Linked DNA regions of Sus scrofa: region 1 is linked to region 2. Evidence: chromatin contacts called from public Hi-C data. All regions are on one chromosome and are shown on one strand. Each heading gives the region's core, a stretch centred on a gene start, on an enhancer-like site or on the middle of the called end of the contact. The rest is flanking DNA. Distances are from core to core; before and after follow the strand shown. Region 1 overlaps RAD51B (DNA repair protein RAD51 homolog 2). Region 2 overlaps RAD51B (DNA repair protein RAD51 homolog 2).

Region 1 (3,246 bases), core at 188-2,687, 430 kb before region 2:
GATCCGAGCTGTGGCTGCGACCTACACCACGGCTCACGGCAATGCTGGATCCTTAACCCACGGAGCGAGGCCAGGGAATTGAAGCCCGCGTCCTCATGGATGCTAGCCGGGTTCCTTACCACGAAGCCACGATGGAAAATCCTTTTTTTTTTTTTTTTTTTCCTTCCTGCCCTTTTAGATGAAAGACAACTTATTGAAACTCGAGAAGAAATTTTAAAAAGGAAAAAAAAAAGAATTAAAATACTGGCAAATGTTTTCGGTACCGAAATAAGTTTGGGGAAAGGGATGGTATGTTAGCATTGGATCTGACATTCTCTTTCTTATCTCTGGTCCTCACTTCCTGAAGCCTGTTCTATATAATGCATGATAGCATATGGTCGGCTGCTGGCTAGCAGACAGGACCCTGGAGTTCTGTTTCTGACTTCGCTGTGGGATTTTAATGAGACCAGGTGGGAGAAGAGGATGATGTAACAAAGAATGGCAGGGCAGGCCTTGGTAAGGACCCGTCACCTTGCTTCTCTGAGCCTCAGTTTCCTCATCCATGATAAGAAGGGGTTGTTCAAAAAGATCTCAGAGTTCCTGCCTATACTAAAAACTTTGCTTTTATGGTATTTTAATGCAAGAAATTAGTTCCTCGTTCTGCCCCTCCCTTTTTCCAGAAGTGTGAGAATACTCCATGTGCTGTCTTTGAATATCTGTACCCTACCCAGCACCCATTTAAGCCTAAAGTGAGTGCAGACGTCTGGTCCTTTTCCTAAGAGCAGATTTCTCTCCAGACTCGGGATTTTCTTGGCCTCTCCTACCTACGAAAACCTTCTGATGGGTAAACATGTGTTGGCCAGGGGCCAAGCCCCAGCAAACACAACTTCATAACAACAAAGCTTAAAGATGGGAGTCTGAGTGAGAGGGTAGGGATTAGAAGGGGATTATCATTCATTAAATTCAGTTTCTCCTGTTTGAAACCAGGCCCATGGAAGTTGCTGAGCTTCGGCATATGTTGTTTTGTTGGGTCATTCATCTGAACTGAGGAAGTGACTGAGAACTTTTTTAGCCCCAATAGGAAGATGAAGTGGGGAAATACTTAGATCTGCTTTTTTCCAAGTTTCCCAGAGTGGCCTAAGTTACTTCTGCTAGTGGGTCATCAGCTCTTTTTCTATTTGATGCAGAAAGCCAGAATTTCAGGGACCAACGCTGAAGAGGGTGGAGGTGGGATTAAAGGGAGGAAGACTGCCTAGGACAGCGTATGTGTCGAACAAAGATTCAAGATGACCTACAAGCTCCGTGAGACCACAGGGAAAAGGTATCATGTATGAGACTGAAACAGGCTCAGATGCCTATCCTCCAGCAAAATCAACTTCCTTGGGTGCTTGTGGTTCATCAACTGAACCTGTGAACCAGCTGTATGTAGCATATACTCTACTTCCTCAGGTCTTTAAAATTGACAATGGTCTGTAGGTCAAGTTCCAACGGAAGTCATATTTCTGACCTAGCTCTATAAATAGAGCACTGGAAAAAAACCATCAGCTGCGCATGGCCCAGGGACCACACGCTATCTATTAAGTAAGTAACCACAGTATCTGTGCTGCCATTTTAGCTGAGAAAAAAAAAATATCTTTTGTTATTTATAATCTTCTGAGCTTTGAGAGTCTCAAAATACTTTAAAGCTATTAGTCTTCTTTCAGATTTACAAATAAAGGATCTGAAGCGTGAAACCACACAATAACTGCCTCAACAGCATCTGTCCACGGAGGAAGGCATTCGGCCTGCGTGAAGAATAAGGCTGCTTCACTTTGGGAAAGCAGGAGATTTCATTCCCAGGGTCTCTTGGTTAGAGGTGAAAGATGGGAATGCAGTGCTGAATCTTGCGTAACACACCTAGGCTGGTCCACGTTTCAATAAAACTCATTGCTGAGGAAGGTAAGAAATGTGAAGAAGACAAGAAGAGTGGGGTGATCAGAACCTCTGGAATGCAAGGGTGAGGGATGGCTTAATCCTCCAGGCAGAAGGTGGAAACAAAGTTAGTTAATCACTAGGATAAAGACTGGTATGCGTCAGCAGAAGCCACTCAAGCAGCTCCCCTGGTTTTCCTGTGGGGAGAAAATACTTTATGTTTCCCATAGTCATAGAGTGGTTATCATCCAACCAGGACACTTCTGAAAATGACATGGGGACATTTTAGCAAGTGTATTGGGATAACAGCGATACATCGGGACTGTGCTGGGCAAACCAAGATGGTAAGGTCCCCTGACAGAGACGGCGCATAGGACATTTTCCTGAACTGGGATGAAGATGCTGACTCTACAAAGAAAAACGGGTCCTTCTTAAACGCATGTATCAACCAGAATTCTCTAGGGGATACGGCATAGGATTTCTTCACCATGTTTACAGGGATGATCAAGGTTCTCAGACAGCGAGGAAAACATGGGTTTGAGAAGGACAGAACAAGGGTGTCTGAAGAGAAACAGCTTTTAGCGCTGCCCAGGATGCCACGCCCCTGATTCTCTTCTCCAATAACACAGCTCTCCTCCTGCCACCTTCCATTTATGGCAAAGAAATCCTGAGCAAGGACCTAAGCTAGGTCTCCTGACCCTTTGAAAAGAATTCTTTAATTAAAAATAAATGCACTCACTGGAGAGAACACATACTATCCTTAAGGAAATGCTACCAAAACAAAGAAAACAAAACCCCAAACATTGAAGGGAAGCTGAGGCATTTTCTTGTAAATGTAGGCTTCATTCCACCGAAGCCAGGAAGATGCTTCTGTGAAACGGGTTTTCATCCACAACATGCATCCTACCAGCTCACCGTAAGTCAGTGAATTGCTCAAAATGTGGCCATCAGCTGTCTCAGTAGGAACGTTGCTTCTCTACTCTCTTTGTAGAATCTGAGGCAGCAAGAGGACCAGAGCTGGATTCTAGGAAGTCTTGAGTATTATATATGGTCATCATTGGATGTTTTGACCAGTTGATATTTTTTCAGGTGACTTTTTTCTCCTGGCTGAGGCAGAGGAATACAGCCACTTACTTTTAATTTCAGATAGTTTTATAGTCTTGGCTGCTAGAGAGGAAAAAAAAATCCCCCTCAGATGTGTGCATTGCCTTTGGAGAAAGCTGGGAAGGGTTAAAGTGACATATCCTATCCCCCCCCAACTGTTTGAAATTTCTTCTTGAAACTATTTATTTATTTAGTCTTTTGAGGGCCACACCTGCAGCATATGGAAGTTCCCAGGCTAGGGGGCAAATCAGA
Region 2 (3,342 bases), core at 428-2,927:
ACACATCTCCTATCCCCTTAAACCTGTATACAAAACAAACAAACAAAAAAAAATCAGTTTGTATTATTAAATAACTTATACCAGAGACTTTTATCTGATCTAAAGGAACCTCTTTAACCTGTGATAAAATTTAAGTTTCAGGAATTAATTTCTTCAGTTATTTATTCTACTAAGAAGGTCTAACAACTTTCTCCCCTTTCCCACTCCCTTTCTATTTCATTTTCTAAAAAAAAAAAAAAAAAACCATTCATTTAACTAAAAGATTATATTGGAAAGAAGTCCCAAAATGTATCCCTCAATTAAAATCAGGATATCTTACTAAGAGTTGAAGAGTTCTTAAAACTCCACTGTTAAACACATACTTTCACATCTCAAATGCACTCAGAATCTCAAAACTGAAATCCCTAAAAGGAACAAAAGAGTCCCTCCTTCTCCAAATGCTCTTTGGGAAGATACCTCTCCTTTCATGACCCCGAACTGGAGTAAATCCAGCAGACTCTTTTGGGTAAAGTCCTAATTACAAAAATCCTTAACTTTTTAAGTTGTAGAACTCTTTAAGTATCTTGTGAAGACTATGGAGTTTCTTCCCAAAGTAATGTTTCTAAGTACATACACATAAAATTTTATATAATTTCAGGAGTTCTAAAGATTTACTGAAGCCCAGTTATACACCTTAATTTAAAACTCCTGGTCGAAGAGTTCCCGTCATGGCTCAGCAGTTAGTGAAACTGACTAGTATCCATGAGGACGTGGGTTCAATCCCTGGCCTCACTCAGTGGGTTAAGGATACCAAGTTGCCATGAGCTGTGGTGTGGATCGCAGATGAGGCTTGGATCCTACATTGTTGTGGCTGTGGCATAGGCTGGTAGCTACAGCTCCAATTCTACCCCTAGCCTGGGAACCTCCATATGCCATGGGTAAAGCCCCAAAAGAAAAAAACAAACAAACAAAAAAACTCTTGGTCAACGTTCCCTCAGCAAATACACACCTTTAGGTGCTTGGGATCATATGTGAAAATAATAGAGTGAAGCCTTTTGAAAAAAAAACACTTCAAAGAAAAATATTAAATGTCGCCAAATGAAAGGGGCACTTGGCAATTTCAGGGATCACTAGCCTAGTTGTACCACACAAGGTCTCACCAAATGGCACAAGTGAAACCATCTAGAAGTTACCATGGCCTTACTGTACACAAACTACATTATTCTCTCAGACTCCCACTGACACTTTCTTGCTATAGATATTTTAATTCTATTTAACCAACAGAAAAATCTGACATTCTAATACACTCATATTTTCCTTACACTTCCTGATTCTTATCTGGAAGACAGTTCAGCTTATGTTGTTTTTTATTGTTGACTTTATGCCTTAACTGTCAAGAGGTGGAGAGAGAAGGGAGATCTTGCTCTTCCCTTGGCTAGAATGAGATACCTAAATAAATATTTTAATGTGGCAATATATTCGAGCTAGCCAGCATTCTTTCTCTTTGGCAAAATGACTCTCTGATCCAACAATCACAATGACTTTGAAATACACCTTTGCATCTCCATGAGCTGTTCCCAATTTTGTGGATTTCAAAGAGATGCTACAAAATACTAGCAATCTGTAAGGTCCCTAAGGGCAGGGCCCTGAGCCGCTCAGATCACTATGCCCAGTGCTTAGCATACCTGACATAGTACTTGCTCAAATAAGACCACTGCAGTGCACTGATGAAACTCTTAAAGCAGCTACTAATTCAACCATTAAGTACGTGAGCTTAGCAAGTTACTAAACATCTCTGAGACAGTTTATTTATCTAAAAAAAAGAGAATAACAATCCTCATAGCGTTATTGCTAAAGTTAAATAAGATCAAGTACTTAAAGCACAGTATAGTAGTAACAAAAGTACTGTAAGTATCCTTTAAGGAAGACCTACATTTTGAGGTCTAGTTGAATAAATACAGTTGAATTTTTAAATAGGACTGCATTATAGATGGATGTGATTCAAATTAATTCTATGAGCACATTTTCATAAAATAAATAAATAATGATAAAAAGCCAAAAAAAAAAAAAAACCTAAAAAAAGAAGTAGTAAATATAGAGACAAAGAGGGGGGGAAATCACATAAATAAGACACTGTTTTAAAAGAAAACAACTTCTCTATATATTTGTAGCTTAAAACACAACTAACATTTTCCAAGTGACAAACCCGGCACAAACAAAACAACTGGAGATTTATTTTTGCTAAAATTATTATCCATCTTTGTCCAAAAAAAATCCTTACTTTTTAGAGGCACGTAGTCTAAGTTGAAATTGTCCTGGTGGGGAAAAATTTTTTAAAGCCCATTAAAATGTGCTTTAGTTTTCTTTTTCCTTCTGGTGTCAGTTTTTTTAAAAACTAAGCCTAAAGCGCCATCTACTGTGTCTGTTAGGCTCACATCACTTTTGTTTATTTTATCAGAGTGCAGCAGAAAGGCAAAATGTAGTAAATTTAGAATGTTACTTTAAAATCCTATTCCAAAGAAATTTAAGAGAATTAAAGAGGATATGCTTTTTTCCCCATTATATACTTGTATACAATATGTTTAGACATAAATACCTACCCACACACACATACACATTCTCGTATCTGATCATTTTTCCTGCTTTTCACTTTCTTCTTAAATAGGCCTGAACTCAGAAGAATATCACGGCAGGGACCAAAATGCTTACTTTTATATATTAGTGGGACAAGTAATAACAGTGGCAAAGTTTGACTGAGGGATGCTGTGTGCCAAAGAGTGTTTCAAGTGCTTTTTACTCAATATCTCATATAATCTTCACAACAATCCTTTGAAACATCTGTCATTAGTATTATCTCCATTTTATTTTTTATTTTTATTTTTATTATTTTTAATTTTTTTTGTCTTTTCTAGGGCTGCACCTGCGACATATGGAGGTTCCCAGGCTAGGGGTTGAATCGGAGCTATAGCCGCGCCTTCGTCCAAGCTGCGTCTGCGACCTACACCACAGCTCACAGCAACGCCGTATCCTTAACCCACTGAGTGAGGCCAGGGTTCAAACCCGCAACCTCATGGTTCCTAGTTGGATGCGTTAACCACTGAACCACAACAGGAACCCCTATCTCCATTTTATAGTTAAGGAAATTGAGGCACAGAGGAATTATTAAAACTTTGCCCACGGAGTTCCCGTTGTGGTTCAGCGAGTTACGAACCCGAATAGTAACCATGAGGATGTGGGTTCGATCCCTGGCCTCACTCAGTGGGTTGAGGATCTGGCCTTGGCATGAGCTGTGGTGTAGGTCACAGACACAGCTCGGACCCTGCGTTGCTATGGCTTGGCAGCAGCAGCTCCGGTTCTACCCTT

The links. A called contact is a pair of places that touch in the nucleus more often than the background predicts.
Region 1: a contact with region 2 is called in a Hi-C map of omental adipose tissue, with 1.5 times the contacts expected there. The contact joins two enhancer-like sites. A contact is called at or near these places in 3 of 47 Hi-C or Micro-C datasets (adipocytes, fibroblasts and omental adipose tissue) and 1 of 2 datasets of contacts at active chromatin or transcription factors (alveolar macrophages).

The regions. Positions count from the first base shown.
Region 1 is chr7:92,113,277-92,116,522 of Sscrofa11.1, reverse strand. The region is part of intron 9 of RAD51B (DNA repair protein RAD51 homolog 2); the gene reads right to left. The region is part of intron 1 of LOC106507734 (a long non-coding RNA gene); the gene reads left to right. Among named protein-coding and RNA genes, the nearest start is that of ZFP36L1, 380 kb to the left of the region's middle. Within about 2 kb of position 1,437, at least 13 of the 83 cell types and tissues checked have an H3K27ac peak or open chromatin away from gene starts, as enhancers often do. A contact at or near this core is called in omental adipose tissue, where this site is marked.
Region 2 is chr7:91,679,501-91,682,842 of Sscrofa11.1, reverse strand. All of the region lies in intron 8 of RAD51B (DNA repair protein RAD51 homolog 2), which reads right to left. Among named protein-coding and RNA genes, the nearest start is that of RAD51B, 89 kb to the right of the region's middle. Within about 2 kb of position 1,677, at least 12 of the 83 cell types and tissues checked have an H3K27ac peak or open chromatin away from gene starts, as enhancers often do. A contact at or near this core is called in omental adipose tissue, where this site is marked.